Linked DNA regions of Gossypium hirsutum: region 1 is linked to region 2. Evidence: chromatin contacts called from public Hi-C data. All regions are on one chromosome and are shown on one strand. The core of a region is the stretch at or near the end of the contact, and the rest is flanking DNA. Distances in the headings are between cores, read along the strand shown. Region 1 has its middle 9.6 kb from the start of LOC121224738. Region 2 holds the start of LOC107945517 (transcription factor TGA1).

Region 1 (4,000 bases), core at 387-2,886, 230 kb after region 2:
GTTAAAAATGGGTTGTTAATTCCTGTTAATTTATAGATTTTGAGATTAAATCTCTATAATTTTAAAATTAAAATGATGTTTTTTTAATGTAAAAATTCTAATCTAATTATTATTATTGTTGGTAGTTTGTTAAAATTTGTCAATTTATCATATTTATTTTTTGTCAGTCATATACCATGTTATATGAGGACAATATAATCAAAATTTTAAGTTGACAAAATTTAATAAAAAAATTTACAATTTTAATGACTGAATTGAGATTTTTAAATAAAAAAGTAAGACTTAATTTTTAACTTTTTTAATACATAAATTAAATCTCAATTTTTTTTAAAATATAGGAATTAATAGAACATTTTAACCTTTATAAAGAAGAAAGAAACCCGCCTCTTTTTTTTTAAAAGAACAAAAAAACAGGAAAAAAAAAATCCCTGCCTGCATGTTTCACAATGGTTAAAAATTCGTTGTACCTGCCATTAGGTGGGGAACTGAAAAACCAAATAAACCCCTGAAAATGGCATAGAAGCAAGTTGGCCATTGCTTTAAAACCCATTTTCACAGTTATCCAGGTTTTTGTTTTCAATAAAATATAAATTCAGTACTATAAATTCAGTAATTTTTTTCTTCCCTAAGAAAATATACGTATCAAACCCAATCCCAAAACCACCAATACCAAAGGAGCCTCGAGTTCCATATTAAAATATAAATATTTAAACATCAAAACTCAGCCCCCACCTGTCAGCCTTATCCATTCCTTTTTATAAATTCTTCCCCGAGGAAAATCAAAGTCAGCCCATCAATAACTTTTTCCTTACAGTTTTGAAATATTAGATCAGAGATTAAAAGAGATGGCTGATATTGCTATGCTTGTTGCTGAGGAATATGAAAGGAGGGTGAGGATTTCAAGAAACAAAGTTGGGGTTGAAAAGCAACAAGAGTTGGGTTCTTGTGTAGGAGTGTTGGCTTTGAAGCTGAAGACCAAAATTGGGCATCCAAAACTTGAGGTTTTCAAATTGGGTTTTGAGCCGAAATCCCAGATTGGTGTTGCAGCTTTCAATGGGGCCTTTTCTGCTTGATACATTTTCCACTTCTTTCTTGCTTTTCTTCTTTTCATAATCATTGCTTCTAAAGAGCTGTAAATTATTTTTTTAAAATCTTTTCATTTGTAAACCCTGGTCATCGTTAAGAAGCAGAATTTCTGTTTATGATTATTTGATCTTTTGTTCTAACTCGGATTCATGTGCTATCTATTTATCTAATTTCTTTTTTGTCTAAATGTTGCGATAAACAATGATTTGATCTATTTCATATCTGCCGACAACTTAATTGTTGTGGCTTGTGGTTATAATATTAGGTGGTGGTACTCACATTTAGGATCAAATTCTATGAACATCCGTCCCTTCTAAAAAAACACTATTTAATAGGTTGGGATGAATTTAATCTCTGTATAATAAAAAAAATTAAGGATAACTACATCTAAAATCACTCCTTATGTTGTATCACATGTTCTTATTGGGGATTTCAACTAGGAAAGAGATACCCATTTGTTCTCACAAAACTTGTTTCATCATATTGGCACTCGGCTTCAGAACATCTTTTCCCCTTTTCTTAGGCCTTTTTAAGAAAGAAACCATAATGCGCTTGTGGTCCAATTCAATGGCCAATTCCACAAACCCAAAGCTATTAGGGAAGAGCCTACTCCATTCCATATTCATGAGGACCCTATCAAGTTTTTCCCAAATATTTTGATCCTTAGAATGAATATCTCACCAAGTAAAATCACCTCCATAATATCCACATCAAACAAATAATTTTCATTAACCCATGTATTAAATTCATCAACCAAGTAACCAGAAGGGTCTTTTATTAAGGTAGTTAGTATCGTATTAGTGGATATACCGATTTTTTATTAATATTAGAACATATTAATTTCAATTTATTTCAATGCACCGTTTCAGATTTATTAATATTTTTAAACACATTTGATATATATATAAATAAAAATATTTACAAAAGTCAAATAATAAGATTAAATAAATATAAAATATTATGTAAATTTTAAAATACCAAAAAAAAGATACTCATCAATTATATAAAGTATAAATTATTCCATAAATTAAACAATAAAATCATCCCCTATAATTCTATAACAATTTATAATTCAAAAAATTCAAAATAAGTAATAAAAATGTATTTAAATTTAAAATTAATTTTTTTACAAATAAATAATAAAAAATTAATTTTAAAATATTTTTTAAAATTAAATGTTTTTATACCAACTCATATACCATATTTTATCTGGTACAAGCGAAATTAACCGATATGGATTAAAATTTACACTAAAACGGAACTTAATTTTATTTTTTTTGATTTACTATTGGAATGAAACGTTCTAACTAATATAAATTATACCAAAACTATCCTCTACCATATTTCTCTTGGGACTTGAAAATATTAACATCTCCTATAGCCTTCCATGCTTCATCATTTCTCCCACAAGCCATCTCATTCCAAATAGTGATTCTATACATAAAACAAAAAAAAAAAACAAAAAATACATTTCCATCTATCCTAACGTCCCAAATATGAGAATTAATAAATTTCTTTGAAGACTTAAAAATAATAATATTAACCTTCAAATGCCACCGTAGGGACAATTCTTTAAATTTATCCAGACTTCGCATAAATGGAATTTTATAAGTGCAATTTTATATACCACAACATACGAGAAACCAATACTATTTTTTTTCTTCCCGAAACATTCTATTGTTATTTACCGTTATTGTTTAGATAATATGAAAGAGTTAATGGAAGTATTTTATTGCAGTGGTTATTATAGTTTGACATTGTTAAAAACTGTTGTAACACCTCTTACTTGAGCTTGTAACTAAGCTGGAACAAAAAATGTCACATTTTCAAGTCAATCACTTCATCAAAGTTAAATTATTCATTCAGACCTATTCAAGGTCATTCACGTTCAGGGTCCTTTTTAAAGCAAAACAAGAAAATTTTCAGTCACAATCAGCATGTCTCGAGGCAAGAATCTGTATATCTTGAGACATTACTCTAATACTGTAGCAATTTTGGTTCGAAATTTGCTTGTCTCAAGACAAAAGTGCATATGTCTCAAGACATGGCCCTGAGACTGTAGTATTTTAGGTTCGAAATTAACCTATCTCGAGACTTTAACTCTTATGTCTCGAGACCTAGAATAGGGGATCCACAAATCATGTTGTAAACATTTCTGAAACAATATCTAAACATCTTTATTTCATTTCCATACATTCTCGGTCACTTTCCAAGCTTAAAATTTCATTGAAGGTCAATGTAATCTTCACAAATTCATTTTAACCTCTCTTACATATTAGCAATTCTGTCTCTTGTATCAACTTTTTAGCATTACAACTCTTCTATTATTTTTCCTCTTCCTCCCCCCTCCATTCCACATCCTATATGTACATGTGTGTATATACATATGAAAAACTTTGGCTTTTAATATAGCATGTCTATATGTAATATTCATTATTTTTTTCACTAATTGCACATATACTCTTAATAAGGTTGTCTACTTAAGTAGTACTCACTAAATTATTTATATCTTAGCCTAAAGAATTAGGAATTAAGATCTACTTGTTGTTTTTGAAACTAGACTTATTGGAATTTTCATCATAAAAATTCAATTTTTTTAAGGAAGTCAATTAATACACTAATTTCTTCAAATTCTCCCCTATTATATTGCAAGGTAGCTTTAACCTACTTTCACTAAAATACATTTATCTTTTAGTACAAAATTTGTATAAGGTTTCTGTTTGTTTCTCTTGAAAATAGGCTCATTAGGCTTTTCATATATATATAATTAATTTCTTAATTATTTTTGTATAATTTTTAATGATTTTTTCAAATTTAGTACAAGGGAACCCGAAATCATTCTGACATTATCTCACTAAAGTTAATATATCTCAAAACCTAGAATTACATTGCTTACATTGTTTCTTCTAAACAA
Region 2 (3,890 bases), core at 878-3,377:
GTCCTACTAGAATTAGGGAAATAAAAAGCTTCGACTAAAATATAGAACTCATCCATGCACAAAAAATTGGAAGAGAAATGGAAGATTTTCAAGATTAAAATTGTAAGCAAATCTTGTTAAAAATGGTCCCCATAATGGAACCATCAACGAGAGTGTAACCAGTCTTAGTGACCTCTTCAATGGCACCATTGAAGTTTATTTAAAGAATTCAACATCGTATAAAGAAAATAACAGTAAATCCCTTACTCCCATCATGGCACTCAAACAAACATGGCATGAACGCAAGTGTAAACAACTAAAATGTGGTTCCTAACTGTAAGAATGAATGAAAAAGAAGTAAATGCTACCAACAAATAGAAAGAAAAATATCGCCCCAATCTAAACTTTGATTTTCAGCTTCAACTTCAATTCAAAAGAATCATTTAAAAGCTCCTATGCAAGTATCACAGCTTCAACAATCAGGACACTGCTGCAAGCTCCTATAATCTTTCTTTCCGTTTCCCCCTTTGCATTACATGTTCTATCATCAAGTTAAAGTTCCCACTCCCTCCCCAGTCTAATTCAGTCATAATAACCTTTGAAGATACTTAATACTGTGCATCGGCAATTAGACCCTTTTATTTGGACATATAGAAGCCTAACAGTTAAGGAAGATAAATCTATGCTGCATAGTAGGATCGGCAACAGCACTGATTGCTGTGCAAGGTCATAGATAATAGAGAATAGTTGGTAAAGGATGGACAATGACATCTTTTTGTGCTTCCCCGGCCTGTTTATGATTCCACTAAAGAGCAATCAATTACGCAAAATCAACTTAAATTTAGTGCTTTCTTCTCAGAAAACACAGATTATTTGTATCCAAGTGTGAGAAAAGACTGAAAACCAATTATGATTCTCCTCTACCCAGCTCAGTCTTAAGCTGTCAACTGTTTTCATTATTGGAGCTCACTGTTCACTTGTCTCTTATGTTCATGGTGGACCTATTGCTACTCCTGTTCCTAGTCCTAAAATTCTTCATTACCATCAAAACTAGCAAGATTTTCTTCCATAGGACCTTTCTTAATATGCACAAAACAAATAACAAAACTTGCAGAAAAAATAGTTTCTTCTGCTTCAAAAGTAGATTGCATAGCAGTGAAATAATTGTAGATCCAAGCAAAATCGCAACAGGTTGAATAAAACAAAGAAGAATTCAAAGAAAACCCAAAACATTTAAATAAAATTATGCATAAGCATATGAATATGGATAAGGAAGAATTGAGAGCTTCTATTTGAGCCATTCAATAGCAACAGATGGAAAAAAAAAAAAGCAGCAAACTCGAAAATCAAATCTGAAAGGAAACATGATTAATAATCAATATTTATCCCATCTATTTTTTCACCTCTGAACAAAAGTTCCACCAAAAAAAAATCATCCAAGATAGAGAAAAGAGAAATAAAAGATGCATGGCTAACAATTAAATGCTAAACCCAGAACCAAAGAAATTAGCCAAAAAAGTAAATGAATAAAAACCCATTCCTTAACCCCAAAAAATTTCAATACTTCTCTTAATTTACATCTTACATAAAAACAAAAATAACAGAGAAAACTCCAATTAAACCGAAAAAAAGTTTAATTCAAAGGAAAAACACAATACTTGAAAACACCCTTTGTTTAAACAACTTAACCAGTTTTTGAATGTTATATTTTTGTGTTATTTTTCTCCCCCAACTCTCCCGGAAACCAAACACCCACCAAAATTTTTCAAAAAAGAGAGAAGAAGAAGAAAAAGGGAAAACCAACCTTCTCGTTTGAAGGGTCGTTAGAAAGAGTTTCCCGCTAAATTTATAGGTCCAAAAGCAGCACAAAAAAAAAAGTTGAAATTCAACAAGCAATGGCTCCTTCTTGTATCTAAATCGCCCTCAGTCTCATCACTCCCAACATCAATCCTACTGAGAGCACCACACCTTAATACACCCCATTCAAACTGTTCCACCAATCTTTTATATTTTCTTTTTAAAATATTCTTTTTTTCTACTAATAATAATTTGTATTCTTTCGTATAAATTTCTTTTTCTAATTATCATTTTGCATTTGTCTGTGTGTTATCGTGATCTTACACACTACACTGAGTCGACAGCAACACCATTAACAATTTTTACATTATATTAAAAAAAACAAATTTATTAATTATTAAAAAGAATTGCCCATCTTTCCACTATCGCTAATGTGCGCACCAGGTGGCTTCTTATCCTACGCACCCCTCCCTTTTAACCTACGCACATCCTTCTTCCCTTCCTTGTCTTGATAACTCACGTCATTTTTCCCGGCGGAATTTGTTTTTGTCTTTAGTGGGAAGTTAGGTTTAAGCGCTTGGTGAGAGCGTGGGCGGGAAATTCAGGCGAAGGAGTTGACGCGTGCGTGTAACCGCCTCACAAGGAGCGTGGAAAGGTATTTTAAAGTTTTTTGTTTCGATTTTATGCTTTTGGTGGTGGGATGGTAACGGCTATTCCATTGAGAAATTCGGGGGTAGGGACGGGTAACAAAAAGAATATGTGAGCTTATTAATATTTGATATACTGAGATTCTCTAAGGGTAGTATTGGAAATTTAAAATAAAAAAAGAATTTGAATCTTCTTGGAAGAATAATGAACATGTTTGCCCATTACTAAAATATATAAGATGGATGTGCAGGAAGCTTCGATATACTTACTTTAGACTCAAGTTTAGGGTAGAGGTGCTCATGGGCCGAGTCAGGTTCGGGTTGGGCCCATAAAAAATTTTGGCCCGGGCCCGGCCTAAAATATGAGCCTAAAATTTTGCCTAGGTCCGGCCCGAGAAAAAAATTATAAGCCCAGGCCCAGCCCGGCCGGGCTCATTTTTTTAATAAATACCAAAAATTTATTTCAAAAATTAAAAAAAGTATTTTAAAATTTAAAAAAAATTAAAAAGTATTTTAAAAATATTTAAAATTTTAAAAAAAGTATTTTAAAAATATTTTAAAATTAAAAAAATTTTAAAAATAAATATATTTATTATATCGGGCCGGGCCGAGCCCGGGCCAAAAAAGTGGTTCTCGAGGCTCGGCCCGTTTTCTAAATGGGCCTAGTTTTTTTGCACAAGCCCATATTTCGGGCCTATATTTTTACCCAAACCCTCCCATATTTCGGGCCGGGCTGCCCGGCCAATGAGCACCTCTAGTTTAGGGTATTTTAACATCAAACTTTGTATGTGAATATAGAAACAAATCTAGAAACAAATGTATGTTTAAAAATAACATACAATAAGTCTGCTTTTTAACATGTTTCTGTCTGCCGCCGCTGGCAGGTTCTTGTTTTTAGATTTATGTTAGTTTTATGGTTCTCTTGAAAGATCTTGACTGTGCTATTTGTATCAAGGGTTGTAACACGCTTAATCCATATCCGTCACCGGAACAGGGTTACGAAGCATTACCGAAGTTTACAGATCAAATACAATTAATTCATTTTATTACTATTCATATCCGAAATCAATCATATTGTTCCTTAAATGGGCCCTCGAGGCTCAAAGTATGCATTTACAATAGGTCAGGACTAAACTGGGAACTCAGAGAATTTTTCGCAAAATTTCAAAAATTTTCCTAGGTGTAGGGGACACACACTCGTGTGGTCAGGCCGTGCACGCTTGTGTCTTAGGCCATGTGGGCATTCGAAATAAGGGCACACGGACGTATCCCAACCCGTGTCTAATTTAGGTTGCTTATTGACTTGGGTCACACGGCCAAGCCACACGCCCGTGTGCTAGGCCGTGTGAACAACTTAATTTACATTAATTAGGTGCAGGGGTCACACAGCCAAAACACACGCCCGTGTGCTAGGCCGTGTGTCACACACGGCTAAGACATACGCCTGTGTCTCTGCCCGTGTGGAAA

The links. Hi-C and Micro-C count contacts between places; a contact is called where the count stands out from the background.
Region 1: a contact with region 2 is called in a Hi-C map of callus, with 2.0 times the contacts expected there. The contact joins the enhancer-like site here to the promoter of LOC107945517 in region 2. A contact is called at or near these places in 3 of 34 Hi-C or Micro-C datasets (callus, leaf and petal).

Annotation. Positions count from the first base shown.
Region 1 is chrD12:35,064,280-35,068,279 of Gossypium_hirsutum_v2.1, forward strand. No RefSeq gene overlaps it. Among protein-coding and RNA genes, the nearest start is that of LOC121224738, 9.6 kb to the right of the region's middle. Within about 2 kb of position 1,637, at least 7 of the 9 cell types and tissues checked have an H3K27ac peak or open chromatin away from gene starts, as enhancers often do. A contact at or near this core is called in leaf, where this site is marked.
Region 2 is chrD12:34,835,219-34,839,108 of Gossypium_hirsutum_v2.1, forward strand. It overlaps LOC107945517 (transcription factor TGA1), which reads right to left and starts at 2,128. Exons shown (of 9, transcript XM_016879567.2): 1 at 1,784-2,128.